3 separate regions of the Mus musculus genome follow, and regions 1 and 2 are each linked to region 3. A link is a contact called in public Hi-C and HiChIP or PLAC-seq data. All regions are on one chromosome and are shown on one strand. The core of a region is the stretch at or near the end of the contact, and the rest is flanking DNA. Distances in the headings are between cores, read along the strand shown. Region 1 overlaps Hivep2 (human immunodeficiency virus type I enhancer binding protein 2). Region 2 overlaps Hivep2 (human immunodeficiency virus type I enhancer binding protein 2). Region 3 overlaps Aig1 (androgen-induced 1).

What was found. HiChIP or PLAC-seq counts read pairs in DNA pulled down with a chosen protein or histone mark. Hi-C and Micro-C count contacts between places; a contact is called where the count stands out from the background.
Region 1: a contact with region 3 is called in a CTCF HiChIP or PLAC-seq map of the NIH/3T3 cell line, with 8 read pairs. The contact joins two enhancer-like sites. A contact is called at or near these places in 1 of 39 promoter capture datasets (neural stem cells) and 1 of 15 datasets of contacts at CTCF or cohesin (the NIH/3T3 cell line).
Region 2: a Hi-C map of uterus shows a contact between it and region 3, with 2.7 times the contacts expected there. The contact joins two enhancer-like sites. A contact is called at or near these places in 1 of 15 datasets of contacts at CTCF or cohesin (the NIH/3T3 cell line) and 1 of 484 Hi-C or Micro-C datasets (uterus).

The regions. Positions count from the first base shown.
Region 1 is chr10:14,016,249-14,021,148 of GRCm38.p6, forward strand. The region is part of intron 1 of Hivep2 (human immunodeficiency virus type I enhancer binding protein 2); the gene reads left to right. Among named protein-coding and RNA genes, the nearest start is that of Hivep2, 52 kb to the left of the region's middle. Within about 2 kb of position 1,768, at least 164 of the 459 cell types and tissues checked have an H3K27ac peak or open chromatin away from gene starts, as enhancers often do. A contact at or near this core is called in the NIH/3T3 cell line, where this site is marked.
Region 2 is chr10:14,055,078-14,059,787 of GRCm38.p6, forward strand. All of the region lies in intron 1 of Hivep2 (human immunodeficiency virus type I enhancer binding protein 2), which reads left to right. Among named protein-coding and RNA genes, the nearest start is that of Gm51759, 70 kb to the right of the region's middle. Within about 2 kb of position 2,209, at least 127 of the 459 cell types and tissues checked have an H3K27ac peak or open chromatin away from gene starts, as enhancers often do. A contact at or near this core is called in uterus, where this site is marked.
Region 3 is chr10:13,664,520-13,668,964 of GRCm38.p6, forward strand. The region is part of intron 4 of Aig1 (androgen-induced 1); the gene reads right to left. Among named protein-coding and RNA genes, the nearest start is that of Pex3, 110 kb to the left of the region's middle. Within about 2 kb of position 3,107, at least 40 of the 459 cell types and tissues checked have an H3K27ac peak or open chromatin away from gene starts, as enhancers often do. A contact at or near this core is called in the NIH/3T3 cell line and uterus, where this site is marked.

The DNA.
Region 1 (4,900 bases), core at 518-3,017, 350 kb after region 3:
TTTTCTTTATTGTTTATTAAAAAAAAAAAAACCAAACAGTGGAATTCTGTAAAAGGAGGACTTATCATGGCCTCACAGCTTATACAGATGCTAATGCTTGAGCTGTTTAGACCGCTGCAATATGGATGACTTAACCGGTAGAAGTGCACATGTGTTTCTCCCACATTGCTTAGTGATTCTCAACTAGGGGGCACCCGTGAACGTTTCCGGTTAGGTTCCTTAAACTAGGCCACATACTGTTGACACATATGCATAGGAGAGAAATTCGAGCACTCTGTGAAAAATCTTTGAACTAAAAATAATTTTCACCTGTATTTATAGCCCTGCTATCATACTTGAGGAAAGTGGTGAAGAGCTTACCAGTAGAGAAAGGTGTCACCTTTGCTGTTCCAGAGAAGTCAGATACTTCTAAAACAAAAGCCCGCAATGCTCTGTCAGAGTGACAGTCTTGTTGCTAAGAGCCCTTTGCTAGTCGTGTAGGCAGGGCAGCCAGTAACATCAGGTACTGAGATCAACTCTATCACAGATCCCTTCTGTGTGGCTGATAAATTTGCATGACAACAGTGGAAATCTGCATTATTCGGAGAATCGCCAAGTAAGGCTAACAAGGAGGAGGACATAGCAAGCAGGCGAGGTGTTCAAATCCTGAGGCTGAATTTTAGGGTCTGTGATAGCCAGTTTCCTTCATTGTTCGCCGTAGGAAACTTGGAGGGGAACATTTTTAGATATTCAGATAGAAAATATGTCAAAATCCAGCCTTTTCTGATCTGCAAGCTGCACATATGTTTGAGTAGGATGGGAAAGGAACAAATAACTTGAATTATTATTATAATTGTGATACACGTAAAAAGATATTTTTCTCCTCATAAAACAACAACAACAACAACAACAACCTAACAATCCAGGCTTTATGCCATCATTAATATTTTGTCACTTGCTTGGTTAAGATCTCATCATTTCTTATTTTCATGCACCCATTTGTTGAACAGTGGTCATGCTCATGAGCTATTAATCTTAATGAGCACATAAATGTTCCACATGTAGCAGGTGTATGTAACACACACCATAATTATTCCTATAAATGATCCAACCACTTCTGAACAATTATAACCGCAAAGACAGGGAGCAGAATGTCAGCTTCTGTGGTGTACCTTGTTATTAAGTTTTATTCCACTTAAAAGCATGTTTTCCAGAGACAAAAGATTCACAACTGCAGTTTGTACTATTTTCCTACCTTCAGTTGAGGAAACAGCCATGACTATGGATCTCCTGTGGCGACTATGTATCTCCTGTGGTGACTATGTATCTCCTGTGGTGACAATGTATCTCTGGACTGCTTGAGTCTAATGTTCTTAGGCCATGTGTGTTATAAGCAGAAATTGTGCTTTGAAAGTTGTGAGTAGAATTAACAATGCTGTGGCATTTTGTGAGATGGCTGGTTGGTACTGTTTGATGCTTAGAAAGAGATGCTAAAACTTACTAAACAGCTTGTTACGGTGGGAGCATGTTTAAAGCAACTATTCCTGGTTCTGTCTGTTGAACTTAAACTTCAGCCACTTACTGTGGCACATTGACTTCAGGTCTGTTGTAAGAAAGTCTAAATGTAGGCTGTTGAATAATCCCTTTGAGGGCCCTGTGACTATTTTTATGCCTGGATATGCGTCATCAGTGGGTATTTTCTCTGGTGACTCGCTTACATCAGGTCTCCTTCCATACATTCTCCCAGCGAGTGACTTATGATTGATGGGAGCCACGGCTGTTGTTTAGCTTTATCTGTGACCTCAGCGAGTGGACAACAGGAATTTCCAGGCTGTTAAATTCCCTGCATGCCTGAAGACAGGGGCTCACGGTGTTGATCAAGGCAGGTAGTGAGGGATATTATTCACCAGTGATGACGGGGGAGGGACAGAAGAAGAAGGGGGAGGGAGAAAGAGGGGAAGGGAGGGGAATTCCTTTTGTGAACAGCCGAATCCCTGGCTCAGCTCTTTCCTTAGCTCTTCGCTGTGGCTGCCTGTGGGGAAAGGTGCATTTCCGGACCGAGAAAGTGGATAGTTAGAACCCCCGCTGTGGGCAGCTGGGGGAGGAGGGTGGCAACTCTGGGTTGGATAGAGCTGCATAGGATTCTAATTAGTTAAGAGGTTGCCTTTCATATCTGCTGGAAAGATCCATGAGCAGCTGAATTGTTGTTGCTGTTGTTAGCCATGAATAAGAGCAGAGGTTCTAAATTTTAAGATGTTGAGTAGGCACAGTGATAAGAATTTTGTGTTTGAGTTTAGTTGGCTATCCATGTAGCACTGATTTTATTTTTTAACCTGCACCTTATTTTGACAAGCTATGGAGACCTGTGCATTTGTGTATATGTGTGGAGATGAATTATAACTAACACACAGGAATTTTTAATTTGCTTCCTTTCCCACTTTTTTTTTTCTTTCGAACGAATGTAAGATTACTAAACTGTAGCCAGATTGGCCCCAATATCTAAAACGCTGTGTGTGCTCTCCCCCAAATGGTCTGTCTGTCTGTCTCCACACCACTTCTTTCCTCCTCTTTATCTTCCTGTCTTTATCATTTCCTCCTGCTACTTGTTTGCAGAAGTGATTCCCAATTTCCTGTGGCGTGAAGGAAGGCGGGGCTTAAGCAGGTGGGTGGGGGTCACATGTGAGGCAGGGCACACTAGGCTGCCTCTGTGGGTGGCGATCTTTCTGGTGATGATTTTGGTTTCTTTAAATGCCAATTAGACAAAATGTAAACACTCTTTTTACTGAAATGCAATTATAACATTTACTCATTTAGGTAGAATTACTTTTCTGGTCTTTTAAGACGATTTCCACTATGAAAAGAAATTACTGATTTTGCTTACCAATTTTGTTATTTCCCCCACACACCCCTTCCAAAATCAGGGCATTTTCTCTTAATGTAGCATTACCAGTCTTACTGCAACAACTTTCTTGATAGTTTGCTTCCTAGGAACCAAATTAGGAGATAATCTCTGCCTCTGGTACCCTGAGAAAGAAGTGTGGGGTGAAGAAACTGTCTGGAAGTATTTTATTCATAGCTCTTTGGTTTCATTCTGTTCCATGAAGTGGGCATGGGACATTTTGTAATTATTTTTGTCTCTTCCTTTCACATGAGCCTTCCTAATGGCAAAAACCTATCACCTGCCAAGTCATGTTGTTTCAGTTTTGGTCATTTAAAATTCGAATGACTGTAGGAGAAAGAAAGAGAGGCAGGTGCCAGGCAAAGCTCACCTACCCAAACCCTTTCCTTTCCCTTTGAGAACTCGCTCCTTGGAGAAGCAGGGTGACTCACAAGCAAGCAATTTATCGCTTGAAACTTGTGAGAGATTGAAATTCAGAGCTAGGGGTTTTGAGTCATTGGTAATCGAATAAATTAAGCTTCCTTAATGCATCTGATTAGAAAGAAATCACTTAAACATGGGTGAAGCCCTCTTGGTTGATTCCATTGAAGTATCTCCCAGGTGTCACTGGCAACTCGATTTGCTTTTTGAGGAGTGACAGTGTGTGGAAAGATCCATCTGAGGGGTAGGATGCGTCTATTCTCCTGTGCTCTGTGGTGTAGGGGGTGTCCTAAGGAGGTATACAGTTCTCCCTTTCTTCAAAATGAATGTATGCTTTTATGTGGAGGAGTGGGAGCGCAGAACCAAACACGGAGGAGGGCTATGCATTTTTCATTAAAAATACATTTCACAGAAGAATATAATTTGTGTGGGAGGGAATAGCTGCTTGTCCCTTGATTGCATTGTGCTTATGCCATATAAGAACTAGTTGAGTTTCGGCAGGATATCCTCGTTTTTTGTAATCTGATGACGGCTTCTATTTGGAAAAGAGAATATAATTTTGAGGCTGCATGCTGATGGGTAAGAGTAATTGTTCTCTTTTTGGCAGAGCTTAGCATGGAATCTGCTTTGGCATTTTTATAACTATATATGTAGCTCTATCCTTCCTCCTCAGCCCCGCTTTCCCTCTCCCTGGAGGATGATTTCTGTAATCCTCAGTACTGTGACACTCTAAAGGTGTGATGGTATGCGTTTGATGAGCAAACCTAAGTTAGAGCAAGAGCTTGGCTGCAAATGGCCTTTCTGCTAAAGCAGATAGATCCCGAACCCAACCATGAGTGGATTCCATTGTGTACTTGGTTTCTATGGAGACAGTTTCATTGCTTGTCGTCGCTCAGTCTGAGTATAGGGTAAGTGACTGTTTTATCAGCTTGGGTCAGAGCTGCTGAAGGAGGTTCCTGGTTAGTGTGTTCTCTTTACTGGAAGTGAGACTGAAGGAAGAACTCCAGAACGTTATGCGTTCAGCCCATGCTCGCCCCTTGTCTCCCAAAGCAATCCATAAACTAAGAGCACTGAGGGAGTATAGCAACTTTATTTTCTTAGGTAAGGGCACATGACACTTGTGTTGTTTAAGGAATAAGTAGAAACCCCTCAAAGTACCTACAGTTAAGGGTCATAGAATTGACATGTCAGAAAAATCAAGAGACCTGCTTAAGATGGAGCTCATTCTCGGGAAACCGAAGATATTTTGTTTGATAAATGACTCTTCTACTTTCCTGGGCCATTGGCAAGTTCAGTAGGAGGATTCTTTAGTTTTGTGAATTAAGATGCTTTCCACTTCCCATCAGCCATTGCACAGATGAGGACCAGGGAGCACTGTAGACAATTGGTCCCTGTATCTGAAACTACCCATTCTATTGACGGTAACTAGAGGACAGGCTCACTCATAGGGTCTTACCTGGGTTTAGGAGGGTTGAGGAGCTGAAAAGCTCTTACCTCATATGTCTGATGTCATCAGTCAGCATGTAGCATCTTCCTGCAGCCATGATAATGGCAACAAACTGGTACTTGCTTAACAGTATATCTATGTGCACTGTCTTAATT
Region 2 (4,710 bases), core at 959-3,458, 390 kb after region 3:
ATCCATAATAACAAGAAACTCACTTCCCGAGGTCATCTCACGTTGAGCAAAAGAGAAAAAAAAATTAAATACATGAGTAAAAATTCCATTTGGCTTTTTGAATATCTCCAAACTTTACATGGATCTGCAACTTGGATGGTTTTTGAGTCTTGATACTGGCTTGGCTGTCTTTTATGAGGAACAACAAACAAAACATCCTGTTTTTCGAACAGTCAGTACAAGTCCCAGGAGAATAATCACAGAAATAGCGAGGGTTCTTCCTATATCAGTTAGAAGCTTTAAAATTTCCATTACTGTTATGTTTTTCTTCTAAGCCCTCTTCAGGAGTGACTAAAACAAAATCGCTTGTGACCTTGGGACCTGGAGTTCTGCTTAGTGCTGGCTGCCCACTGTCACTGTAATAGTGATCACTATAAATGGTAAATATTTGTCAACTTGTGTTTTCTGTCCTCTTCCCTCTAGCAGCTTCATGTTTTGTAGGCTTACCACAACTTCTTTAAATGCTTGCTTATGTCAACATCAGTGAAAGTGGAAGAGAAAAGAGATTTTGAAAGGATCGTAATACAGCTTTAGGATTGATGCAGGGGCCAGGACGGTGATTCAGAGGCTGAAAATAGCTCTTCATTTTATGCAATCAAGTAAAACACTGTACCTTGGCATCCCCACACCGGATTAGCAAGGAGTTGGAAGTTATTCCTCCCTCAGCATGCCATTAGGGATGACAGGCGGAGCTATGATAAACTGCTTGTTTAATGGAGCTTATGCTGCTGGCCTCACAGCCGTGATGTACAGGCCCGATTAGCGCTGAGTGACCTCAACTCGCATACATTTCCTCTCGAAAGAGACCTGACAGGCCCTCTCTGTTCTAATGAGCCTCTCACAGGGGATCCACCCACTTTAAGGTTGCAAGAGTCTCTGCTGTTTGTTCTGTCTGAAAGGATCTTGAAGGGTGGCAGCCTTCATCCTTCACATACCAAGACCATGGAAAGGAAGTTTTTTTTTTTCTTTCTTTCTTTCATAGGTTTGTAGTGCATGCATGTTATGTGTGTATGAGTTAGAGGTCAACAGTAGGTGTTTTTCTCAGCCACTCTCCACCCTATTTTTTGAGTCAGGGTCTCACTCTGAACCCAGAGATCAACCATGAGACAAAACCAGCTAGCCAGAAGACAGAAGGCCACCCAGCAATGGGTGTCTGCCGTTATATGTGTGGAGCGCCTGGGGTTGGGTCTCAGATCTTCAAGTTTGTACTGAAAGCCCTTTTCCAGCCCAGATTGATCTGTTCACAGAACCCTAGTACTGGACAGGGGTCTGTTTCCGGTTCAGTCTCCTGTTTGCTTACCTTTAAAACTGTGAGCCGAAGTTGAGTCCCCAGCTAATTCTGTTTCTGTTGAGTAGGTCCTTCTCAAGCAGGAGCCTGTGTCATGCTTGTGAGCCAGAGTTCGAAGCCTCACCTTAAACCCTTGTTACCTAAAAGGGGACCTGCGAGCTGTGCCCTGCCAGATCATACAGCTGTCAGGTTATAATTAACATTCGAGGTGACTCTTAATTAAACAGAATTGGTGGGAAATATCTGGGAGGCTGTAGCAGCGCTACCGTGATGTTTGCATTTAAATGTTTGAGATTATTCCCCTCACTTAAAGCCCATGTTCAGATGGAGGAGGAGGGCGCCACATCTCACTTAGCTCTATTGTTTTGGACACTGGCTGCAGGCTATAGGGACCAGAGTGCTTTCAGCTTGCATTGTGGTGTCTGTCTTTCAAACAGAGAAGTTGGAGAATGTATATTCTTTTCCTTTTTTATTTCTTCAAAGAGATTAAATCACGGCTCTGACAGGAGAGGGCAGGATCTCTGAGAAGACCTCCCCAGTGCTTGGAATTCATAGATTCTACCAGGTCCCTTCCCTATTGTCCCAGGCAGTGCACTCCCCAAGAGGCTCCCAGCATCTTTGGCTGCAGGCCAGCCTCCCAGGGCCTCTGGCTTTGATGTGCAGTGCAGGCTGTCCTCTGGCCAGGTTGTTGTTGCTGTGGCCTGGGCTTCACTCACAGTGAGTGCCAGGAGGGATGTCCTGTCTGCAGTATACATTTCCATAGCCCTAGTCCTGAGGCCGAGACTCTGCCTTTGACCCACAAGGGGCTGTCCTTGACTGCTAGGCTTAGCTGTGCTTTCTTCTGGTGTCTGCTGGAGGCAGGTTTGTACCCCGCCTGTCACTTGGGAGGAAGATCCACCCCTCTGCGTGGAGGAAGACAACAAACAGCTCCTTGCCAGGTCTATTGTTAGTCAGAAGGGTTTTCTAGGCCTGGTTCAGGGAAACCAACTCAGCCAGCTGAACAGCTTCCTCTGGGGGATGCACTGTTGACCTTGTTTTAGTCTAGGCCTGGCAGCAGGATTCCCAAAGACATCAGTCTGGCAAGGGAAGTCTTACTCACCTGAACCCTGTTTCAACCACAGCTCCAAGCTCGTTGTTAGAAGCCATGCTATTGCACATAGAACCTCTTGACTTCTGGTGGTCCCCTGGGGCAGTTCTAAATGTAGGGGATACCTGAACACGGAAGATTACAGTGGTAGCTAGCCACCAAGGAGTATGGAATGGTTCTGTACGTTCCAGGACGAGCCCAAAGCTGTGCATCCTTCATGGGTGTTCAGTGAGGGAGAGTTATTACAGATGGTCTCTATTGAGAAGTGCCAGTGCAATTCAAACAGAAACTGCCTCAGAATTCTGTCTTGTCCTGATTTACATAGCAAGAGTCACTTGCTGTGTATCTCACTAGATTTGGTAATGATATTTCCCACATAGGGGAGACTGTTCTAGCAAAGCCCCACCTCCATGACAGCGATTTCTTTTTTCAAGTTTATACAGCCTCAAGATGTCATGTTTGGTTTTGTTTTTCCTCTTAAATTCTTTTTACAAGAGCTCACGGTGGGGTTTGATTTTTGGTTTTGTTTGTTTGTCTGGTCACCTCCAGTGAAACTACTTTGGTTTTGCTTTTGCTGTTGTGGGTTTAGCAAAATGAGATCGTTGAAGTTGACTTGCTCACATGACTTAGTTAAGGGAGGGTACCAGGAAGGGCTCTGAGGGTTCTGAGTAGAAAGTGGAAAGGTTTGTAGAAGGCAGGCTCCGTGGTCTTACCAGGGATCACCTGTTTGTACAGTAATCTTACGTTCTACAACTGTTCATAAGTTAGATTTCATTTAGAAGCCTTACCCTGACAACACTTTCTTACCATCAGTGAGTGCGTGAATGTCTGGGCCTTAGTGGGACTGGTGGAGGGAGATAATCCACTAGAGAAAGCTGAGTTCCAGGGCCCTACCTTGTACCAGTGTCATAATAGGTATCTTGTGATGTTCAAACCTCCGGGTTTTGAAATGACAGGATCACGTGTTGCCTAAGTTCTGATCTCTCTTGTGGGGACAGGTAGCACAGCGGAGTTTGCTAGAACAGGTGCATCTCCCGCTGGGTCAGCTGACACAGTAAGCCAGTGAATGTTGGTATGAAGCACAGTACCCGGTGGCATTCCAAGCCCAGTTCTCAGTGTTTTATTGCGGCGATAGCGTCTGCTTGTTCTATGGCCAATGGAAGTAGAATGGGGAGGTAGCTAACCTGACCTAGGGATGCTGGTGTGTCGGATCCTAGTAGTCCTTTCCCAATTGCTTCTCTTGCATTAACTGGTGGCAGTTAGGCCCCCACAGCCCCGAGGTACCTTCTTCAGAGTAGTCTCACTGGGCAAGTTTTACTTTGATAGATCTTTTCAGCTCCCTCTTGCTCTACCACTGAATTCATTGTGCAATATATACACCCTAATGTGGGCTAGCAGGAAAATGTCTCAGAGGCAGTTCAAAGAAACCCAAGGTATAATTCATTTATGATTTCATTCTGTATCTGGGTATGTTGCTTCCTATTGTCAGCCAGTGTGGGAGGAAAAGGAAGAAGGGTGCTGTCGTTGAGGGTGTTGTGTGGGTATGTGCCATCCCAAAGTACTTTACAGGAGAAGAGACATTTATTTTTGCAACCAAAGTAATATTCAGACACTAACAGAAAATTATTAATTATGCCACAGTTAAAAAGTTGTTGCCTAATGCTGTTAAATTTGTTGCCATTAAAGACAAATGTTGACCAGAGACATTGTGTATACACTGGTATCCCTGTTTAGAAAAGGAATGGATAGGTTTTGCTCCCAGGCTTACAGCTACATTCCTAACACTGTTACTGTTGCCAGTAGAGGTTACTTGCACAGGCCTTAGGCAAGCTATCCAGTCCTCAGCATAGGCTTGTAACTCTCAGACCTGAAACTATTAGGCAGAGCTGAGGTTTGCCTTCCCTGGTTAACAGTGAATTCTGGCTGGAAGTCTCCAGTGATGGGAATCTATGACTCAAAGCAGGTGTGCCCTAGTTGGCTAACTCTACCTTCTTGCTTGCCCTGGGAGCCCTTCTCCTTCATTTCTGTCTGCTTCCCATTCTACCCTAGTGCCTGTATCCTCAGCATATCTGAAGCCATTGGCAGCTGATGCTTGCTAGACTGAACTCTCCCTAGTCTCAGCAGTTATCATTCTTAGGATCCTTAGCACACATGTTAGCATTGAGCACCCACTTTTAAAAACACACACATACACTCTCTCTGTCTATCTCTGTCTCTCTGTCTTCCTCTTTCTGTGTATGTATGAGAGGTAGGAGGGAGGGAGGGAGAGAGAGAGAGAGAGAGAGAGAGAGAGAGA
Region 3 (4,445 bases), core at 1,857-4,356:
AGCTGGGGCAGTGACAAGAGTGAGGTTCACATGTCAGCCCTTCCTTTTCTGGCTGTTATCCTTATTTATCCTAAATGGACACAGTAGCTATTGTACCATCAGGAGCCTTTTTAGTTTTCTGATTATTTAAGAAGATTAAAAGGTTACTATTCAAATTTAGATAACTTGAAAGTGACTTGAAAGTTAGGCTTTTGCTATTCCTGTAGCCAAGAATGACTCCCAGTGGAGAGATAAGGATAGCAACCTAACCACAAAACTTTATATCCAAAATGTGTCCTGCCTACAAGATGTGCAGGAACAAAGAGTAGAGATGGAGGGAAAGGCCAGCCAATGACTAGCCCAAATTGAGACCTATCCCATGGGCAAGAATCAATCCCTTATACTATTGATACTCTGTTATGCTTGCAGACCGGAGCCTAGCATAACTGCCCTCAGAGGGAGTCTACCCAGAAGCCAATGGAAAGAGATGCAGAGACTCAGAGTCAAACATTAGGTGGAGCTCGGGGAGTCTCATGGAAGAGTTGGGGGAAGGATTGAGAGACCCATTGAGAACAGGGACTCCACATAATGACCAACAGAGTTAACTAACCTGAACCTTTGTGGGCACCCAGAGACTGTACTACCAACCAAAGAGAGAGCATGGGCTGCACCTAGGCCCCTGCACACATGTGATAGATGTGCAGCTTGGTCTTCATGCAGGTCCCCAACAACTGGAGCAGGGGCTGTCTCTGATTCTGATGAAGAGGGAGGAATGGGAGATGGAATCTGTGAGAGGGGATACTGGGAGGAGGGGGTGCTGATATTGGGATGTAAAGTGAATAAATAAAAAAATAAAAAGAAAGAGGCTTTTAGCTTGTAAGACACACATATAGACTTATGTGCTATAGTGGTGTGTAGCCAGCTACACTTGGAAGGGTAGCGACTATGCTTTATGGAAGCCCTTCTTTAGTGGAAGGTGTTCTGTTTATATCATTTTTACGGAGGAGAATGCTGAGGCCCAGGAGGTTGAGCAGTGGAGAAGCTGGGACACCACCTCAGAAGTTCAGTTCTTAACTTGCTTAGCTGGCTCGGCTACTGCTCCAGAGGTTAGCCTCTGACGGATGGGAACAGGATCCTGGAAAGCCTTTAATATGCTTAGAAACCAAAAATGGTTTAGGCATGAAATCTCTCTATAAAGTTTTCCCCCTCTTAATATAAAGGCAACTCACATGATCATTATGGAAATCGTGTGAGATGTAGAAATGTTGCAAAAATGCAAGATAAATCACTTTTAGTGAAGTTTTAACACAAGATTGGATGTCTTATAAAACTCAAGGATCACATTTTATGACTTCCTTTGAGGAGAGGGGAAACCACCGTGGGGATAAAACGCTCCTTTGGAGGAGGCCATGACTTATCTCTTAAGAAACAGTTATACCATATGTGTACTTAACCTATAAGGACTCTATTCTTGCCAGGCAACAGCCTGAGTCCTGGATAGCATAGAGTATGGACACCAGCATCTTGACCCATTGCATCGCTTAACCCTCTGATGCTTCTGATGGCACTTCACAGGCAAGTCTATCTGCTCACGTGTTGACTGAACTGCCTGTAGATATGGTTAACTCAAGTACTATTTTGAAGGCTCCGTGGACTTTCTGCCCAGTACTGACTCCACAAGGACCTGATTTATTGCTGGAAGTTTCTTTTTTGTTGTGGTGGTGGTTGTTCATGGACTCAGTCATTTGTTTAGCCCATGAGTCTCCACTTGTGGGGTAAACAATAGTGGGTACGTAGGTGTAGTTATGAGATCGTGATGTGGTGAGTTTGCCTAGACTTGCTATTGAATAGGTAGCAGAGACTCAGATTCTGAAAAGATTCTTGCTTACATGGAAAATGGGCTCAAACGTTTTCTAATTCTAGGTATTAGCAGTGCTAGAAAATGCATCTGTTTGCAAACACCATGCAGAGTTATGTTGAAATACAATTTAGCTTACAAATAGAACTGCTGAAGCCTAATGTAATGTTATACATTAGGTGGTCATATCTTAAGACATAGTCATAATTTATTATTCACTAGAGATTTCTTAGTTATTTTCAGTGAAGCTAGTCCCACAGATCCCGAGTAGGCTTTCTGGGTGTGTGTGCCACGTGTCACACTGTACTCAGGGCTCTGAAGGGTCCTAGACTTGAATTAATGATCCACAGTCACCATTTTTTAATTGTTAATCATTTATTTTAACAAAGGGCCCTCCTAATATCTTTCATTTGGGTCTCACAAGTTACATAGCCCTGTGTATGTAGCTAAGTCTTTAATACTTTGGGAAAACTTCTAGTTCATTCATCTATTCTTGAATCACCTTGAACATTAGGGAATGTTTTTGATCCCGTTTCCAGGTTAGTAGGGTAGTTTCAACACTGGCTGAAAATATGATCTAAACTATGTGAATGAGGTAGAAGTTGACAGCAAGAACAGAGAACACAGCAGAGATAGAGGACTAAGTACATAATTAGTGATGTAACTGGCAGATAATTAGCTATTAGCATCATCAGCTGACATTAAAGTTTTTTTTTTTTAAATATCTGAGCAAATCAAATAAGCAGCAACAAAAGCTTTTCCAGTGTTACTCTTCATGTGGAAGTATATAACATTTTCCTGTACTCCATACAAGAATATTTTCAAGGTTACAAGTCCCTCCACCCATCCCTAGGGAACAGGCAAATTGTGCAAGCCTTTCGGAATGAATTCCGTCATGAGGTCATGAGGGAATGTGTTTTCTTCCTGGTTCTAAATCACAAATCTCTGAGTGATTTATCCACGAAGGCAGGCCAATAATCAACTTCAGAGAGTTTTCCTTTAGCACATCTCCCGACACATGCCTAAACCAGTTGCAAGTGATTCGTTTCCACTGAGAACTACTCTCTCCAACCTACCTGATTTTATGGTGATGTTTTCCTGGAGAGAATTCAATCTGAATTTCCCTCAATAAAACTCATGGCTGGTTTTCCTTAACTTTAATCACTTGGAACTTCTCAAAGCACACAGGTGCCAAACATCAAGCTGACACATTGAACACCGGAGGGAACATGTGTTCTTTCAGGAGGGAGGCGGGGACTCAGCAAGGGACCATTACGATCCATGTGATCATCGGAGTTGGCTGCTGAGAGAAAGCCACACATTCAAACTGGGAGGCGAGGAGGAACTGCCTGAATTCCACAGCAGATATCATAGTTTTCCACACTTTTGCAGAAAGTGACTTCACTTACTATTCTGGCCCTCCAAGGCATGCAATGCTTTTCATTGGGACAACTAACAATTCCTCATTGTCTTCCCGACTGTCTGTCCCATCCCACATCTCTCTGGCCACTTCTGGAGCTCCTGATTTAAGTAGTGCCCTGTGTGAAAACATCTCTGCTATTATCACAGTTTTGCTTCTGTTTATTCATTTTCCACTCAACATACATGGACCAGGCCTAAGTGGTGTCAGAGATGGGAACACAGCAGTTCATGGTGTAGATGTGGCCCATGACCAGAACTGACGGTCCCAGACTCAGAGCTACACGGCCCTGAAGTGACACACTACACTCGAACCACTGCTCAGGACAGCCTTAGAACATTGATATGTGTTCTTTCTAAAGTTTAATGTTTGTTTGTTACTCTGAATTAAATGTTCAAAAGCTCTAAAAGCTTTATGTTTAAAGAAGTCACAACACCCTGCCTCAAGAATTGCAGCCCTTAGCTGCCTCATCACACCTGGCCCTGCCCCTCAAGCCAAGTCACATCTAATTCTTTCAGCTTTTGCTTCAAGCCTTTGTCATATATTTATTTTTTAAAGAGTATACTGCATTCCCAGAGCTGAGGAACTCTGGGCATTTGACAGTTGCTGTGCAAACACACATTGTGTTCTTTAGTGATATGACTCTTAGTAGGGTGATCACACACCCTACTAAGAATTGGGTAAGCCCAATTCCTAGGACAGCTGGGCATCACAAAGTAAAACTGATGGGAAAAGAAGAGAAGGAGGAGGAGGAGGAGGAGGAGGAGGAAGAAGAAGAAAATAATTAACCTTATAGTTGGGTAGTGTCTTGGTTAGTTTTATGTCAACTTGATACAAGTTAGAGTCTTTTAAGAGGAAATCTCAACTGAGGAAATGCCCCTACTGAATTGGCCTGTGGGTAAGGCTGTGCTCTGTGTTCTCAATTGGTGATTGATATGGGAAGGCCCACCTCATTGGGAGTGGTGTTGCCCTTGGGTGCTATTGAGTAAGACACAGGGAGCAAGCCAAAAGGGAGCACTCCTCCATAGCTTCTGCTTCACCTCCTGCCTCTAAGTTCTTGTCTTAGACATATAAACTAAAGCCTTTCTTCTACAAGTTATTTTTAAGATGTCATGGTGTTTTATCACAGAGATAGAAACCCTAACTAATGTAGATGGAAAGTAATGGAAAGATGGTAATGGGAGGAGG